2 separate regions of the Astyanax mexicanus genome follow, and region 1 is linked to region 2. Evidence: chromatin contacts called from public Hi-C data. All regions are on one chromosome and are shown on one strand. Each heading gives the region's core, a stretch centred on a gene start, on an enhancer-like site or on the middle of the called end of the contact. The rest is flanking DNA. Distances are from core to core; before and after follow the strand shown. Region 1 has its middle 7.8 kb from the start of tha1. Region 2 holds the start of socs3b (suppressor of cytokine signaling 3b).

The links. A called contact is a pair of places that touch in the nucleus more often than the background predicts.
Region 1: a contact with region 2 is called in a Hi-C map of muscle, with 11 times the contacts expected there. The contact joins the enhancer-like site here to the promoter of socs3b in region 2. A contact is called at or near these places in 2 of 3 Hi-C or Micro-C datasets (both in muscle).

Annotation. Positions count from the first base shown.
Region 1 is chr15:32,810,381-32,815,280 of AstMex3_surface, forward strand. No RefSeq gene overlaps it. Among protein-coding and RNA genes, the nearest start is that of tha1, 7.8 kb to the right of the region's middle. Within about 2 kb of position 1,506, the one cell type or tissue checked has an H3K27ac peak away from gene starts, as active enhancers do.
Region 2 is chr15:32,743,984-32,749,122 of AstMex3_surface, forward strand. socs3b (suppressor of cytokine signaling 3b) reads left to right here and starts at 2,773. Exons shown (of 2, transcript XM_007259292.4): 1 at 2,773-2,911; 2 at 4,747-5,139. The coding sequence starts at 4,921.

The DNA of each region.
Region 1 (4,900 bases), core at 256-2,755, 65 kb after region 2:
TTTAGTTGTATTCCTGCCCCATACTCTTTTCATTTTAGTTTTTTTTTTACAGCTCATCTTATTTCACTCTCCACTATTGCAGAAAACAAAGTAATTGCTATTGCCATTTCAGAACTGTAAATCGAGACTGTAAATTGCCAAGACATCAATAGTCAGAGTTATTGTTGTTGATAAGGTTTAAGGATATCTAAGTCAGTGTTTTGCATTGATGAAGCACGACATGTGGCGTATGTTGCATATTTGCGCTAGAAAAGGGTGTGGGTATTTTTTGTGTTTGTATTGTTGCTGTAAACACTCTACCAAAATAGAGACATTAGATTCTCGACACAGCTTATGACCATTGAACCATGCCCCAACTCACCCCTTCTATGTTTAGCCTCTATGTAAAGTCTCTAAGCGGGAAATGATGTGGCCTGCACAGCAGGACACTCTGCCCATTTTGGGCTTTATAACACTGGTCAGATATAGCAGCTGAATAATGTAATCAGTCTGGTCTAATCTGGTGCAATCTAATTTTATGCAGCATCAAAATCAACCATATAAACTGTGCCAGTTTTATTAGATAAATCAGTCTGCAGATAACTACGCTGTCTGATCTGTAAGAGGCTCTGCCTGGTCCGGGAACCAGCCTTTGGTATAATACACATATACTAAGTTTTTGTAAAGTAATTTTCAAACTATGTAAAAACAAAACAAAAAAAATAAAAAAATAAAACCAAAAGAAAAAATTACATATATACACAAGTATAATATCTCGCAATGTCTGTATGCATAGTTTTGGCTGGAAAAATATGCAATGCAATCAGCGTGTAGAATCTCGCTGCAGAGGAAAAACTCAAGAATGAAGGCAGCCCTTTCAAACCGACTTCCAGTAACCAGCTCCCCTCCACCCTCCCTCTTTGCAATGACAGCTTTCACAACAGAGCACTTTTCTACTGTTGTGTAAAAAATGCTGTCAGAACACATTTTGTGAGCATAAAACAAAACAAAGAGCGTATCAAACTCAGACAGACACACAGTGAAAAGAGTGCCTCAAGGCATATAAACTGAGGCATCTCCACTATTGGGAATTCTGGTCAAATTAACATTCCGAATAATCTAATTCAATGCATCTAAATGACTAATTTGGCACATGGTAGTGCTTTTGTTGGTGCCACCCATGATTGTTCAACAATAAATGAATAAACTCACAGCTAGAGCATAACCTTGCTCACGCTAATCTAAAAGGTAAATTAAGGTTTTGCAGGTTTTGTGCAGCAGTTCTGGGTCATGTCCAGCCTCCAGAGGAACAACCAGAAGAGCCTGCTATGGCACTCAGCCAGCAGTACAAATGTGCTCATTAGAATACAATGTGTAGACAGAGTGCCAACAGACACACCCACCTCTCCACTCCTCTTCCCACCATCATGCCTCTTACTGGAAACCTGGGCAGCTGTTCTCTTCACTTTCACCGCCCAGCCTGACACCTCCTGTAGGCTTTTATTAGAGTCAGCCTGACAAAGCTGGCCACTGTAAACACAGCCAGTAAAGGCCTGGAAACCTCCACTCCTGCCTGCATGACCTCACAGCATCAGGACATCAGGAGGGCTGGCCTGCCTGTGTGGTTGTAAATGGGAGAGCATTACTTAAAACTATTTAAATGTGACACCAGAGAGTCCAGACACATTACAGAGTTCTGCTGACAAATGATCTGTGACGTTACTGTCTATTTACAGTGAGGATGTTAAGTATGTGTGTGTGTTATTGTGAAGACCAAACCCTCATAATGATAGGTCGACATGAATAATTAACTGACGTGTAAGGACAATTTTCTGATCCTTGGTTGAAAGGTTTTATTTAGTTTTAGCCGTAGGTAAGGATTATGTGTAGATTACTGTGGTTAGGAATAGATGTAGATTAGTGAGGTTAAGGTTAGAGTTAGGATTAGGTGTAGGTTACTTAGGTTATGTTTAGAATTATGTATAGTATTTTTAGGTTAGAGTTATGATTAAGTACAGATTAGGTGCAGGGTTAGTAGGGTTGTGGTAAGCATTAGGATTAGGATTAGGTGTAAAATGACATGTACAAAAATCTGTCCTCACTAATAGAGTAAAACAAACACTGTGTGTGTGTGTTTGTGTGTTTTATAAGCCTGCAAAAGTTGTAGCAATTACAACAATGCATCTACAATAAGTCATAACAACATCATAAAGACATAAAAATATCACTGTCTAAGAAAGAGGAAAGGGCGCCACCGCGTGGACAAAATGAGAACATATATAAACATCCTACCTAGACTAGACGGATATTGGAACGTAGCTGTTAAGGTTAAGTCCTGTAGCTGGAGACCTATAGAAATAACCCATAAATAACATGTAAATAATATATAAATATATACACAAAACTGTAAACTTACAAATCATGCAACACTGATGATTTTAAATAATAAAAAACAGCCTGCCCTCCCCTCCACAAGAAATGGTTTAGTCCCTCATAACATAACAAGACATAACAGTAGTAATGCGGGTGTCCAGTAGAGGATGCCACTGAGGCCAATCTCATTTCATTTTCACACTCAGTTCATTTTATCATATTTTTATAACGTAAAAAACAGAGTGAAGGTGCTGATCTGTTAATTTGATCAAACTGATCAGTGGCAGAATAAAATATCATATCATTTACCTAATAAAAAAATACATAATCTTGTTTGGCATTGCTTTATAATTTACCAATACTTTGAAAGATAAAGGTGTGGTGCAGAATTTTCAAAGGACACAAATGTCATTTTGGGCATCTCAAAGTGTCCCTTTGGGCACCTCCAAGTGTCATTTTGGGCATCTCCAAGTGTCATTTTGGACATCTCCAAGTGTCCCTTTGGGCACCTCCAAGTGTCATTTTGGACATCTCCAAGTGTCATTTTGGACATCTCCAAGTGTCATTTTGGGCATCTCCAAGTGTCCCTTTGGGCACCTCCAAGTGTCATTTTGGGCATCTCCAAGTATCCCTTTGGGCATCTCCAAGTGTCATTTTGGACATCTCCAAGTGTCATTTTGGACATCTCCAAGTGTCATTTTGCGCGCAAACATGTGATTTTATGTGTCATTTCATCAAATAAATATTAATATTACCCTGAGATGGACTTACATTAATTTATTTTATCACAAAGAAACAAAAAATATTAAAATGTTGTTTTATAGAGACAGATTAATCTCTGCATTTCCCGCTTGAAAGTGAATTACTGTTTTGTCCAAAATGTCTACTTCAGTTTAAGCCCTGACTGGTCATTGTGCTATATGTAAAACTTAAGATATCCAGTGTGATAGCATAGTAGTGCAAATCGCATGAAAATGAGCAAAAAAATTGATCTACAGTAAGGGGTTAAGCATCTTTATTTGTCCTTTGGGCATCTCCAAGTGTCCCTTTAGGCATCTCCAAATGTATTTTTGGGCATCTTCGAGTGTTCCTTTGGGCATTTCCAAATGTCATTTTTGGCATCTCCAAGTGTCCCTTTGGGCATCTCCAAGTGTCATTTTGGGCATCTCCAAATGTCATTTTAGGCATCTCCAAATGTCCCTTTGGTCATCTCCAAGTGTCCCTTTGGGCATCTCCAAATGTCATTTTGGGCATCTCCAAGTGTCCCTTTGGGCATCTCCAAGTGTCCCTTTGGGCATCTCCAAGTGTCCCTTTGGTCATCTCCAAGTGTCCCTTTGGGCATCTCCAAGTGTCCCTTTGGTCATCTCCAAGTGTCCCTTTGGGCATTTCCAAATGTTATTTTGGGCATTTCCAAATGTTATTTTGGGCATCTCCAAGTGTCCCTTTGGGCATCTCCAAATGTCATTTTGGGCATCTCCAAGTGTCATTTTAGGCATCTCCAAATGTATCTTTAGGCATCTCCAAGTGTCATTTTAAGCATCTTTATTTGTCCTTTGGGCATCTCCAAGTGTCCCTTTAGGCATCTCCAAATGTATTTTTGGGCATCTTCGAGTGTTCCTTTGGGCATTTCCAAATGTTATTTTGGGCATCTCCAAGTGTCCCTTTGGACATCTCCAAGTGTCATTTTGGGCATCTCCAAGTGTCATTTTGGACATCTCCAAGTGTCATTTTGGACATCTCCAAGTGTCATTTTGGACATCTCCAAGTGTCATTTTGAGCATCTCCAAGTGTCATTTTGGGCATCTCCAAGTGTCATTTTAGGCATCTCCAAGTGTATCTTTGGGCATCTCCAAGTGTCATTTTAGGCATCTTCAAATGTCCCTTTGGTCATCTCCAAGTGTCCCTTTGGGCATCTCCAAGTGTCATTTTAGGCATCTCCAAGTGTCCTTTTAGGCATCTCCAAATGTCATTTTAGGCATCTCCAAATGTCCCTTTGGTCATCTCCAAGTGTCCCTTTGGGCATCTCCAAGTGTCATTTTAGGCATCTCCAAGTGTCCCTTTGGTCATCTCCAAGTGTCCCTTTGGGCATCTCCAAATGTCATTTTGGGCATCTCCAAGCGTCATTTTGGGAATCTCCAAATGTATCTTTAGGCATCTCCAAGTTTCATTTTAAGCATCTTTATTTGTCCTTTGGGCATCTCCAAGTGTCCCTTTGGGCATCTCCAAGTGTCCCTTTAGGCATCTCCAAATGTATCTTTGGGCATCTCCAAATGTCATTTTAGGCATCTCCAAATGTATCTTTGGGCATCTCCAAGTGTCATTTTAGGCATCTCCAAATGTCCCTTTGGTCATCTCCAAGTGTCCCTTTGGGCATCTCCAAGTGTCATTTTAGGCATCTCCAAGTGTCCCTTTGGTCATCTCCAAGTGTCCCTTTGGGCATCTCCAAATGTATCTTTAGGCATCTCCAAGTGTCATTTTAAGCATCTTTATTTGTCATTTGGGCATCTCCAAGTGTCCCTTTAGGCATCTCCAAATGTATTTTTGGGCA
Region 2 (5,139 bases), core at 1,523-4,022:
TGCCTGGAGACTTCAAATTATGATAACATACTAGTGCATTTAAAAAATAGAATATCATTAAAAAGTTACTTTATTTCAGTAATTTAGTTCAAAATGTAAAAAACATATATAATATATAGATGTATTACACACAGAGTGATTTATTTTAAGCAGTTATTTATTTTATTGTTGATGATTACGGCTTACAGCCAATAAAACCCAAATATCAGTGTCTCAGAAAATTAGAATATTATATAAGACCAATTGGTACTTTTGCCGATCGCCGGTTTGAATCCTGTTCATGTAGCTTGCCATCGGCTACCTTGTTCTCTCCCCACATCACTTCTAGGGTGATGTCGATCAGCACAATGTTTCTGTGAGCTAACGTATCAGAACTAATTCGCTGCGTTTTCCTCCGAGTGCGCTGGCTACTCAGCAATGCTGCATCAGCAGCAGTTCGAAAAGAGGCGGTGGCTGACTTGTACACATGTATCAGAGGAGGCATGCGCTTGTCTTCACCCTCCTGGTGTTGGGGCATTACTAGTGAGTGTGTTGGGTAATTGCCTGTCTAAATTGGGGAGACAATTGGAGAAAAACAAGAAATAAAATAAAAAAGAAATTGGTACTTTTGGCAGTGTGGGCAGTGGGCCAAGTCCTGCTGGGAAATGAAATCTGCACCTCCATAAAAGTTGTCAGCAGAGGGAAGCATGAAGTGCTGTAAGATTTTCTGGTAAAACACTGCACTGACTTTGGACTTGATGTAACACAGTGGACCAACACCAGCAGATGACATGGCTCTCCAAACCATCACTAATTGTGGAAACTTCACACTAGACCTCAAGCAGCTTGGATTGTGTGTCTCTCCACTCTCCCTTCAGACTCTGATCCCTTGAAAATGATAAGCAAAATTCACTGATGGCCACAATTATGCGTTAGAATGAGTGATTATGCATAAGACTGTACTGTACCCACCCTTCACTCTACACACACAAAAAAATTCAATGTCTATCCCTATCAGCAATATTTGCTGCTTCATTCCATAAAACCATAAACTCTCTACCTCAGTAACTGCTGTGATCATGTATGTTCTATATGTTACAGTATGATACATATCTCTGCACCTTATCCACACTATGGACACTTCATTTGCCCTGTATCGGTACTGCACTGTCCTGACTGTTAAATTGCCTGGTCTGTTGTATTTACTGTATTTGTTGTAGCTTTATGTTGCACATTCGTTACACTTTTGCACCTTGTTCGTCTATTGTATTGTTATTCCATGTTGCACCATGTGTACCTATACTCTCTCTCTCTCTCTATTAAATTCTAATTCAAATGTTGTCACAAGGCAGCTTTACAGAGATATGGGTCCAAGTCTCTTATGAGTAAGCACCACAGTGATCACAAAAGGGTCAAGAAAAGAGAGAGAGAGAGAGAGAGAGAGAGAGAGAGAGAGAGAGAGAGAGAGAGAGAGAGAGAGAGTTTTTCTCTCTCTGTTTCTTTTATTCAGCCAATTGTCTGTAGTGTGATCTCATTGCAGGTGACTCTTCAGCCTGTAGGCGGCGTACAACCTGCCCTATTTTTAAATGACATTATAGTGCTATAGGCATGACAGGTCAGTGTAATGTTAATTAATTTAGTGTTTGAGGCTAAATGCAAAAAATAGAAAATTGGATGTAAAAAGGAATTATTTGGTACAATCAGAATTTCAGATTTTTTTAAAATTAATCTTTTCTTTATTTTCGGATTTTTCCATTTTTGCATTTTGCAAGCTGGATTATCAAAGAGAAGACTCTTTTCTCCTTTTCATTTTTATTGAAATTCTGTTTGCAAAAGGCTAAAATGAAAAACTAGATAATAAAAATAATTGTATGAAAACCTATTTCTTCTTTACTCTACTGAATGGAAAAAAATGATGATTAAGTTTTATACCCAATTTTCTATTTTTGGTTTTAGCTTGATACAGTCAGAAAGTTAAACTGCTAAGCATTACACTGTCAGTGCAACATTTATTAATGTATTTTTTGGAGTGTTTGAGGCTAAACGCAAAAATAGAAAATTTTATGTAAAAACTCATTATTTGTTTTTTATGTAGTGCAAGGTGCAAGAAATACGTTTACATCAATTTTTTTTCCAATTTTTCATCTCTGCCCCTCACAATCGGAATAGTAAAAAATATTTTTTCCTTTACTTTCTGAATTTTTTTTTGCATTTTGCAAGTTGGAATATACCATCAGGTTTGTGTAACAAGGCACAAAAAATGTTTTGTTTTTTTATTTGAAGCATAGAGAAAGTTGAGAATAAACTAGGTCTTTGCAGAGCGTGCACGTCTTCTTTTATGGCAGCATTGAGTCAATCAACCCTTAAAGCATCCAGACAAAAACAAAAACGACTACTGTAAGCCAGCAATATCAATGCTAAAATGTAGAAGGATGGTGAAATAGATGGGTTGCATGCGCGTGCAGCTAATTCTGCAAGGGCGCTTTAACTTTTTCACCTTGTAGAGAGAGTCTGGCTGGGAAGGGGGAGGGGAGGGAGGACTGCCAATACCAGGAATCGTCCCGTAGAAAAAGGTCACGCTGAATATTTATTGGCAGGCGGCCAGGAGAGTGAGAGAAAGTAAGTGTGTGTGTGTGTGCGCGCTCGATTCCAGGAAAAAAGGGGGGGTGGAGCCTGTTAGAAAATATCAGTCTGCTCTCAGTCGGTGAAGAGAACAGTACTTCTACTACCCCTCCTCGTCCTGGGGGGAGATGTGAGAGGGGTTTCCAGCTCACAGAGTCCAAACTGAGAGACACAACTAGCTAACAGTACAACAGTAACACGACTCCATCACTTTTCTACCGCCGTTTTTCACCGTTTAACGGATCTCAGACGGAGCTCTACAGCCCCTGGAACCCTAACTTGGAGACTGGGCTCGGAAAAGACTTTCAAGGTAACCCGAACCGTTTTGCTGTTAGTTAAGTCTAGCGGTGGGTAACCCAGGTCCAGAAAGTAAAAATCCATCCCAGGGTTCTGCTGCAGCTCAACAGAGCCGCCCAGGCAGTTGGTACAAAACCTTGGGATGGATTTTTACTTTCTGGACCTGGGTCACCCACCTCTATAGTAAACCAAGCTAACTTAACCAAACTATCCTAGGTTAGTAGTGTTATAGTGCTAGTGTTCATGTTAGCTAAGATAGCTAACCCTATCTGTTAAACTGTACTAGTTAACTAACTAAGAATTAACCATCTAAGCTAGCGGTTTAAATGGATATATATGTAACTTAGTTACCTAGGTTATATATGGTATATGTGTGTTTTTAGCGTTTTGGATGAACACTAGCGTTACTTATTCTGTTACCCAATAATCAAATGCTTAGTTAATTATCTTACCTCGTAAACTAAACAGTGTGACCTGTGATCTTGTTGTGTTAGACTATTTATTATCTAGCTAGTTAACCGTTAGCTAGCTAACCATCTAACTAGCTAGGTTAGGTCTGCTTAAGAAAACTAGTTAATACATAGTCTTAACCTAGTGTTTTTTATAGCCAAACCTTGCATTATTATTGTTATTACTATTGTTGTTATTATTAGCCATCTATGGCATAGTGTTGCCCTCATGCAACAAACCAAATTTATGTTTATTTCATCTTTTTATACTTTACTTTATTTACTTATCTTTCATATAATGTTACATGGTATATCCATATCCAGTACAATGAGGTGTATAAGTTGGTCATAAAAAATCTATGTATATGTACAGAAGTATATTTGGCTGTATAAATATTCTATTACTAAATTCTTACATTCTTGTTATAAACGTACAAAAAGATAGTGTTTTTTTTTCGTTGCCTTGTGCAGTTAGACCACTCTTATTAGATTAGTAAAAATGCATCAGTGATCTTCATCTCTGGTCCCACAGATCTCTCCCTACCTTGCATGTTTTGGGTGCTTCCTTGCACTAAAACTGACTAAAATAAAATAAAAATAAAATATTATCAAAAGAAGTCAAATCTAAAATCTAATGTTTGCTATATCCACAGGGACTCTGAAAATTCCAATATATATATTTTTTTCATACCAGAGGGTATTATAGTATAGTATTATATTTCTGTTTCGAGGGAAAGGAGTCACTCCAGCAGTGTTTGTGTCCAGCATACAGACTCGATTTACGAGAAATTCAGGACGAGAAAGAGAGCCCTTCTGCCATGAATGAGGAATTGGGTCATTCACAATAAACTGGAGGAGCTCATTCACATGCACTGCCTCTCCAAAAGCCAGAGAGCGATCGAAGTGTTGCCTGTATCAGGTGTACATGATCGGCAGTGCAGCAGTTAACTAAAGATAAAGTTTCGATTGCATGCCAGTTAATCTGTCTGGATAGCTATATAGCATTAAGCAGGATAGAAGAGGAGATAGCTAGCCTACACTGCAAGGCATCCACACATTCACTCTGTTCATTGTTGTCCTCCCATTTCTGTTTATTACCCTGCTAAAAGATCCAACTCAACACCAGCTGGTCATTCAGAAAAAAACACACTCTATGCTGGTCAAGAGCTAGTTAATTAACGAGCTAAACTACCAGCCTTTTTTTATGACAAACTAGTCTTGACATTGGTTGTCAGTCCTAATTATTGCTAAATAATTGCTATAAATTCAATTCCACATCATCTCAGATGTCTCAAGTTTTCCATCAGAGATTACCACGAGCTGGCGCCAGCTCCTCTGACATGTGCAGCAGTGCAAAGCCTAACATATGTACTTTTTTTCTCCTTTTCCCCTCATTCAGCTGCATTCCTCACCCATTGAGCCATTATTGCTTCTGGATGTTGAGGAGGCAGTGGAGCTCTGGGTTTTGTGTTGCTGCCCCCCGCTGCACGCGCGCCCTGGCTGGGACGGCTCCTCGGCCCTGGACCCTGAGCCCCAGCAGCGGCTGGGCGGGACAGGGCGCAGGCAGAGCGCCATGGTAACGCACAGCAGGTTTGACGGCGCCATGAGCAGCAGCCCCTACCAAGGCGGAGTGCGCCTGTCCCCCCACCGCTTCAAGACCTTCAGCTCCGGGGCACAGTACGAGATGGTGCTGGCGGCCGTGCACAAACTGAAGGAGAGTGGCTTCTACTGGAACGCCGTGAGTGGCAAGGAGGCCAGCTCCCTGCTGAGCGAGCAGCCCCCAGGCACCTTC